2 separate regions of the Mus musculus genome follow, and region 2 is linked to region 1. A link is a contact called in public Hi-C data. All regions are on one chromosome and are shown on one strand. Each heading gives the region's core, a stretch centred on a gene start, on an enhancer-like site or on the middle of the called end of the contact. The rest is flanking DNA. Distances are from core to core; before and after follow the strand shown. Region 1 overlaps Myo18b (myosin XVIIIb). Region 2 overlaps Grk3 (G protein-coupled receptor kinase 3).

What was found. A called contact is a pair of places that touch in the nucleus more often than the background predicts.
Region 2: a Hi-C map of the N1E-115 cell line shows a contact between it and region 1, with 2.7 times the contacts expected there. The contact joins two enhancer-like sites. A contact is called at or near these places in 14 of 484 Hi-C or Micro-C datasets (the N1E-115 cell line, cerebral cortex, liver and 4 more), 1 of 115 datasets of contacts at active chromatin or transcription factors (bone marrow-derived dendritic cells) and 3 of 9 other capture datasets (adipose tissue, embryonic stem cells and pancreatic islet).

What each region holds. Positions count from the first base shown.
Region 1 is chr5:112,870,814-112,873,513 of GRCm38.p6, reverse strand. It overlaps Myo18b (myosin XVIIIb), which reads left to right. Exons shown (of 44, transcript NM_028901.2): 5 at 1-19; 6 at 1,018-1,130; 7 at 1,917-2,093. Among named protein-coding and RNA genes, the nearest start is that of Myo18b, 24 kb to the left of the region's middle. Within about 2 kb of position 1,268, at least 2 of the 459 cell types and tissues checked have an H3K27ac peak or open chromatin away from gene starts, as enhancers often do. A contact at or near this core is called in the N1E-115 cell line, where this site is marked.
Region 2 is chr5:112,959,767-112,962,466 of GRCm38.p6, reverse strand. It overlaps Grk3 (G protein-coupled receptor kinase 3), which reads left to right. Exons shown (of 21, transcript NM_177078.4): 6 at 819-880. Among named protein-coding and RNA genes, the nearest start is that of Grk3, 54 kb to the left of the region's middle. Within about 2 kb of position 1,251, at least 38 of the 459 cell types and tissues checked have an H3K27ac peak or open chromatin away from gene starts, as enhancers often do. A contact at or near this core is called in the N1E-115 cell line, where this site is marked.

The DNA.
Region 1 (2,700 bases), core at 19-2,518:
AAGGACGGGTTCACGCTTGGTAAGTGGGCTCAGGCTGGCCTGGGGTTTGGGGAGGGGAGTCCCACTTGTTTCTCATGTCTTTCCCGCCACCAGCCAGTTTTACTTCATTCTCGAGGTAAGCAAGGAGGTAGGGGAGAGGCTGAGATGAGGATGGCACCAGTAGCTGCTATGGGGCAGAGAGTCCCCATCCCCAGTCCATTCTTGTTGGCCAGTGGAGACTGAAGGGCGTGTTCTGAGAAGTGATTCTGTGTTCCATTTGTACTGTTTGCCCATTATCATCCTGATCTGACCTAGGGGTGTGGAACAGGTCGGTGGACTTCACCCTCTGAGGGGCCTGCTCAGTGCTAACCTTTGTCTCAAAAGGGCTTGGAGCAGTGCTTCTCAACTTTCCTAATGCCCCGACCCTTTAACACCGTTCCCTGTGTTGTGGTGACCCCCCAACCATAAAGTTATTTTCATTGCAACTTCATAACTGTGATTTTGCAACTGTTACGAATAGTAACGTTCCCATGGTCTTAGGCAACCCCAGTGGAAAGGGTCATATGACCCACAGAGAACTACTGGCTTAGGGGTGGCAGTACAGGTTCTTTATGTGAATAGAACCTTTCAGCCTGTCCCAAGTTCAGTCTCCAGCTTCCTGGACTGTCTCAGAGACTCTACCCTTCCCTCCCTTCCTCTCCCTTCCCCTCTTCTCCCATTTCCTACCCTCCCTTCTCTTCCTTTCTTCTCCCCTCCCCTCTCTTGTCTTCCCCTCCTCCTTCTCTCCCTCCCCCTCCTCTCCCCTCCCTTCTCCTTTTCCCCTCCCCTCCCTTCCCTTCCCCTCCCCTCTCTTCTCCCCCTCTCCCCTTCACTCTCTCCCCTCCCTTCCCCTTCTCTCCTAACCCTCCTCCCCTCCCTTCCCCTCCCCTCCCCTCCTCTCCCTCCCCTCCCTTTCTATTCCCTCCTCTCCTTTCCCCTCCCTGCCCCTGCCCTCCTACCCACCTTTCTTTCCCCTCCTGTCTCTGGCTGTCCATGCAGCAACGGTGCTTAAACCAGATGAGGGAACAGCTGACCCGCCTGCTGGAAGGGTGCGGCTCTGCATCGATGCAGACAGGACTGTCATCGAAGTGGATGAGGAGCAGGTCCACCCGGTGAGTGTCCCCTCCTCCCCACCACTGCTCTGTCCTCTCTGTCCCCACCCCCCATGGTACTCAGGGCTCTGCTGATGGGGCTCCATCATGGGATCGTTCACTGTATCTTTTAGCTCTTTGTGAAGACAAGCCTGCTGGCTCCTGTTGCCGTGGCTCTGACTGATCTGAGCAGGAGATTACTTTTCATTTTGTGAAAACCTTTCCATAGACGTGTTTCTGTTTTCACCCTGGGAGCTAGGGAACTCAGCTAAATGGGCAGGTTGCCATTGAAGCATAGATTCCAATGGTGCATATTTTGGGCATCAACCTTTCCCTTAGGGGGCTGTGCATACCTCTAAGGGACCAAGGCACAGTGAGCTTTGGTAAAGGAGGTGGTTGGCCACTGGCTTCCACCCCTGGGTGTCACAGGGCACGTCGAGTGTTCCTCTCCAGGACTTAAAAAGCAGATGATGTGAAGAGGCATGTACCCTCAGCAAGCCAAGCATGGTACACTTGGGGTTTTACTTGACCTGTCTTGGAGACAGCAGCCTCACAGAGCAGTGCACCCAGGATGTGGAGACAAAGCAAAGGAGATAGACAGGCCAAGGAGAGAGCCTGTCACTTCCCTTTGTGCACTGGTCTTTGTCACATGCCCTTTACATGACAAGACCAAGCAGTGTGTGGGGCACATGTATGCATGAGGGTGTGTATGCAAGCATTTGTCCATGCACATATCTGTGTATGTGTGCTGGTGCTGGTGGGGTAGGGGCCAAGGAATCCAGAGGAGATCCTTTGTGAGTTCTTTAGGCCAACCCCTCTGAGCTGGACCAAGCTGAGGACCTGGCTTCTCTGGTCAGCGTCAACGAGTCAAGCGTCATGAACACGCTTCTACAGCGCTACCGGGCTCAGCTGCCATACACCTGCTCGGGGCCTGATCTGATCACCCTGCAGCCACAGACGACCACAGTGCCCTCTTCAGGGAAGGTGAGGTGGGGCAATGGTCGGGGGCAGAGACAAGTGGAAGGCCCCTCGCCTGGGTATTATAGGGGAGAACTGACTGTCAGCACCCCGGAAACCCTCAGCTATGCTCATGATGGGAATCTTGGATTTGGCAAGCACCAGTGACCCCATGCTCCCTAGAGGGGGATGGTGAGCTCTGGTTCAAAGCCAAGGTGTGACACTTTAAACTAGCCATGACACCCACCTGGAAAGCCATTTCATGGACACGCAGAGGAGCTGGGACAAAGTTCAAGCTGCAGCTTCTCTGAGCTCCTAACGTTAGCTAGATTCTCTGAAGTCTCATACATCCACCTTCATGTGGAGATAGAAGCTCTGTTCACCCTGGTATTTATTTATTATCTCTTGAACGGAAGAAAGGGCATTTATGATTGGGATTAGTAATGAAAGCAAAGGTTCATGGCGCCACCTGGTGGAGAGTCATGGACTACACCGGTGTCCTCTGTCCCTCGAAGCTGTTTGCTGGTGACTAGTGGGCTCTGAGGAAACGCCAACCCTGCTGCCCTGTGGGCTTCCAGGGAGGGGAGACAGGAGAGGCCACTGATGGTAAAGCCCACGGTGGCTGAAATGGACT
Region 2 (2,700 bases), core at 2-2,501, 89 kb before region 1:
ACTGAAAGGGTTAAATTTCCCATCATCTAATGCATCAAACATATCAAGATATTTTCCCAAAAGATCTAATGGACTCTGGTGAACTCTGAAGCGTGGCCACCCGCCAGCTTCTTGTTGTCAACTGGAGTGTGTAGGACAGAAATCCTGGCTGTTTGTTCAGTGCGAAGAGGAGCAGAGCTGAGACAGAGAGTGGTCGATCCCCACTTGAGGAACTGGGAGCTCTCTGCATCTCCCAGGGTACTCATTAGAAGCCCTGACCACGCCTGCTGAGCCCCACAGCCTCCCTCCCTCTTCTGAGTCTAAAAGCTATAACATTAATTAATTAATAACATGGCCAATTAGAACAATTAACCGTGGGCCTATCAGCTTCCGGTCTTTAAAACTCAGTCTACATGGACAAGGCACATAGCAAAGCATGCTGGGAAACTCACTCACAGGGCCAAATGTAAACACGCGACCCCCTTTTCGGAAATTAGTCTGAATTCCAAGATGGTGACAGAGGGCCCCATAGCTAAGGGCGGGGACCCTTTAAGTGACTCAGGGAGCCAATAAGGAAGTTAAGACAGCAGCTCATGAAGAGCTGTGTGCAATGCAGTAGGAGCTAAGGAGATGATAATCCTGGAATGAGCCGGGTCATGCTGTGGTGATAGCAAGAGAGACAAGCTTGGGGGCAGCATCCTGTGGCCAGCATCCTATGGCCAGCATCCCGTGGCCAGCATCTCGGGTAGCACGGTTACTCATCTCAGGCTCGAGGCCATTGGCAAGTGCCCTTTCTCTGATTCATTCCTATTTACATGGTGTCCTTTCTTTCTTTGCAGCCATACATAGAAGAAATCTGTGAAAGCCTTCGTGGGGATATTTTCCAAAAGTTTATGGAAAGGTATGCAGCTTGGTGTGTGCGCGATACATTGCCCTGGTGTGTGCTGCTTTATCCCTCCACAGACCTTCCTTTCTGGGGACCCCAACCCAGCCCTTTGTCACACTTCCTCCTTGATGCTTTATGTTGTATCTCTGGGGTATGTAGCCCCTGACCCCACATTCTACTTCAGCTTGTTCTAAAATTGAGACAGTCTGGAGAACTTCCATTTTACAAGGATGATAAGGGAAGCCTTTGCTAATTCGACACGGTGACTGTGTTTTATCTGATTCACATCTTAGGATCTTGAGACACATCTCCCAAGGCAAGGGCCAAGCAGGAAGAGGACAGACTGTGCACTCACGGGCATTGTTTGCACACTTAATGAATTCATCTCCCTGGGTTTCCAGGCTGCAGAGTAGTGTGTCATCTGATACTCTGAAATTGGTCAGCTCCCCTTGAGCTGTTTATGCATGTGTCTCCAAGTCAGTTTGCACGCAGGGCTCCAAGCCTCTGAGAGCAGCCCCCTGTGTGTGTTCCACTTGACTGCGTGGGTTGTGGTTCAACTAGAATGGAGAGATAGTTTATCCTGGAATGCAGTCAGCATCTTGGGGACTGACTGACATTCATATATGTGATCCTGGGGCCAGCAGAAAGCTCTGGAAAGAGGCTCAGTGAAGCCAGGGAGGAATGCTGGCTCAGTGCTGAGACTCGGCCTCATCCAGGGCCAGCCCCACTGCCTAGATTTCTCAAATCTGGCTTGCACCTCAGAGTCCATGTTAGTCTTGTGTGACTGGGTTCTACTTGTTCCATGCCTTGAGCCTGGTCTGTCTTTACCTCAAGAGTTGGTGACCCTTCATCATGGGATGCTAGAGGTGTGACTTGCTTTGTAGGTAACACACACATACACACAAACACACACCCACACACACCCTAGGGTATGAAAACAGTTCAAGTTATAGGTAAGTAAATTACTTTGAAAATCAATTTGCATTGCAACATTTTAGTTGGAATTCTCAAAGTAAAAGGAGAAAGAAACAAAGAAACAAAAAAGAAAGAAAGAAAAGAAAGAAAGAAAGAAAGAAAGAAAGAAAGAAAGAAAGAAAGAAAGAAAGAAAGAAAGGAAGGATAAGGGAAGGAAGGAAGGAAGGAAGGAAGGAAGAAAGAAAGAAAGAAAGAAAGAAAGAAAGAAAGAAAGAAAGAAAGAAAGGCTTGCTGAGTGTGGAGCTTGGGTTTGGAAAGCCTTGAACATCACCAGAGCTGTGCAGGCAGGTGGGTGGGGCACTAAAGGCTTGAGGGCTTTCCTGTGAGCCCTGCCATCTCTCTGGAAGCAGGAGAAACCTCAACAGTGTGGCTGTGGCTCCCTGATGCTTCCGGGGGACACAGAAGCTGAGAGCAGGGAGGCTTGGGAGCCCAGCTGACACAATGGCCCTCTTGTCCTGAGCCTCAGAATCAGTGCTGGGGTGGCAGCAGGTGATCCTGAGCCCTTCCCACATCCAAGGTTTACCCTCTGACCTGAGAGCCTTGGGCTCTGGTTGCCAAAGGCCCCTGGTCCCTAGAGATGTCCACTTCTGTTCTAAATAACCCAAAAGACAAATGGACTCAGTGGACACATGTCTACCTTCCTTCTTAACATTACTATGTTTGCTTAGTCATTAATGAGCAGGATGTTGGTGTGGTGTTCTTATTACAGAGGTCCAGGAGAAATGCAGAATGTGGGCTGGGGTAGTGCAGCGTGGTGGTAGAATGCCTCGCTGACCAGTACAGGGCTCTGGATTCAATCCTTACAGCCAGAGAAAGGAGAGAGAAAGGGGAAGCAAGGAAGGAAGAAGTGGAGGAGGGAA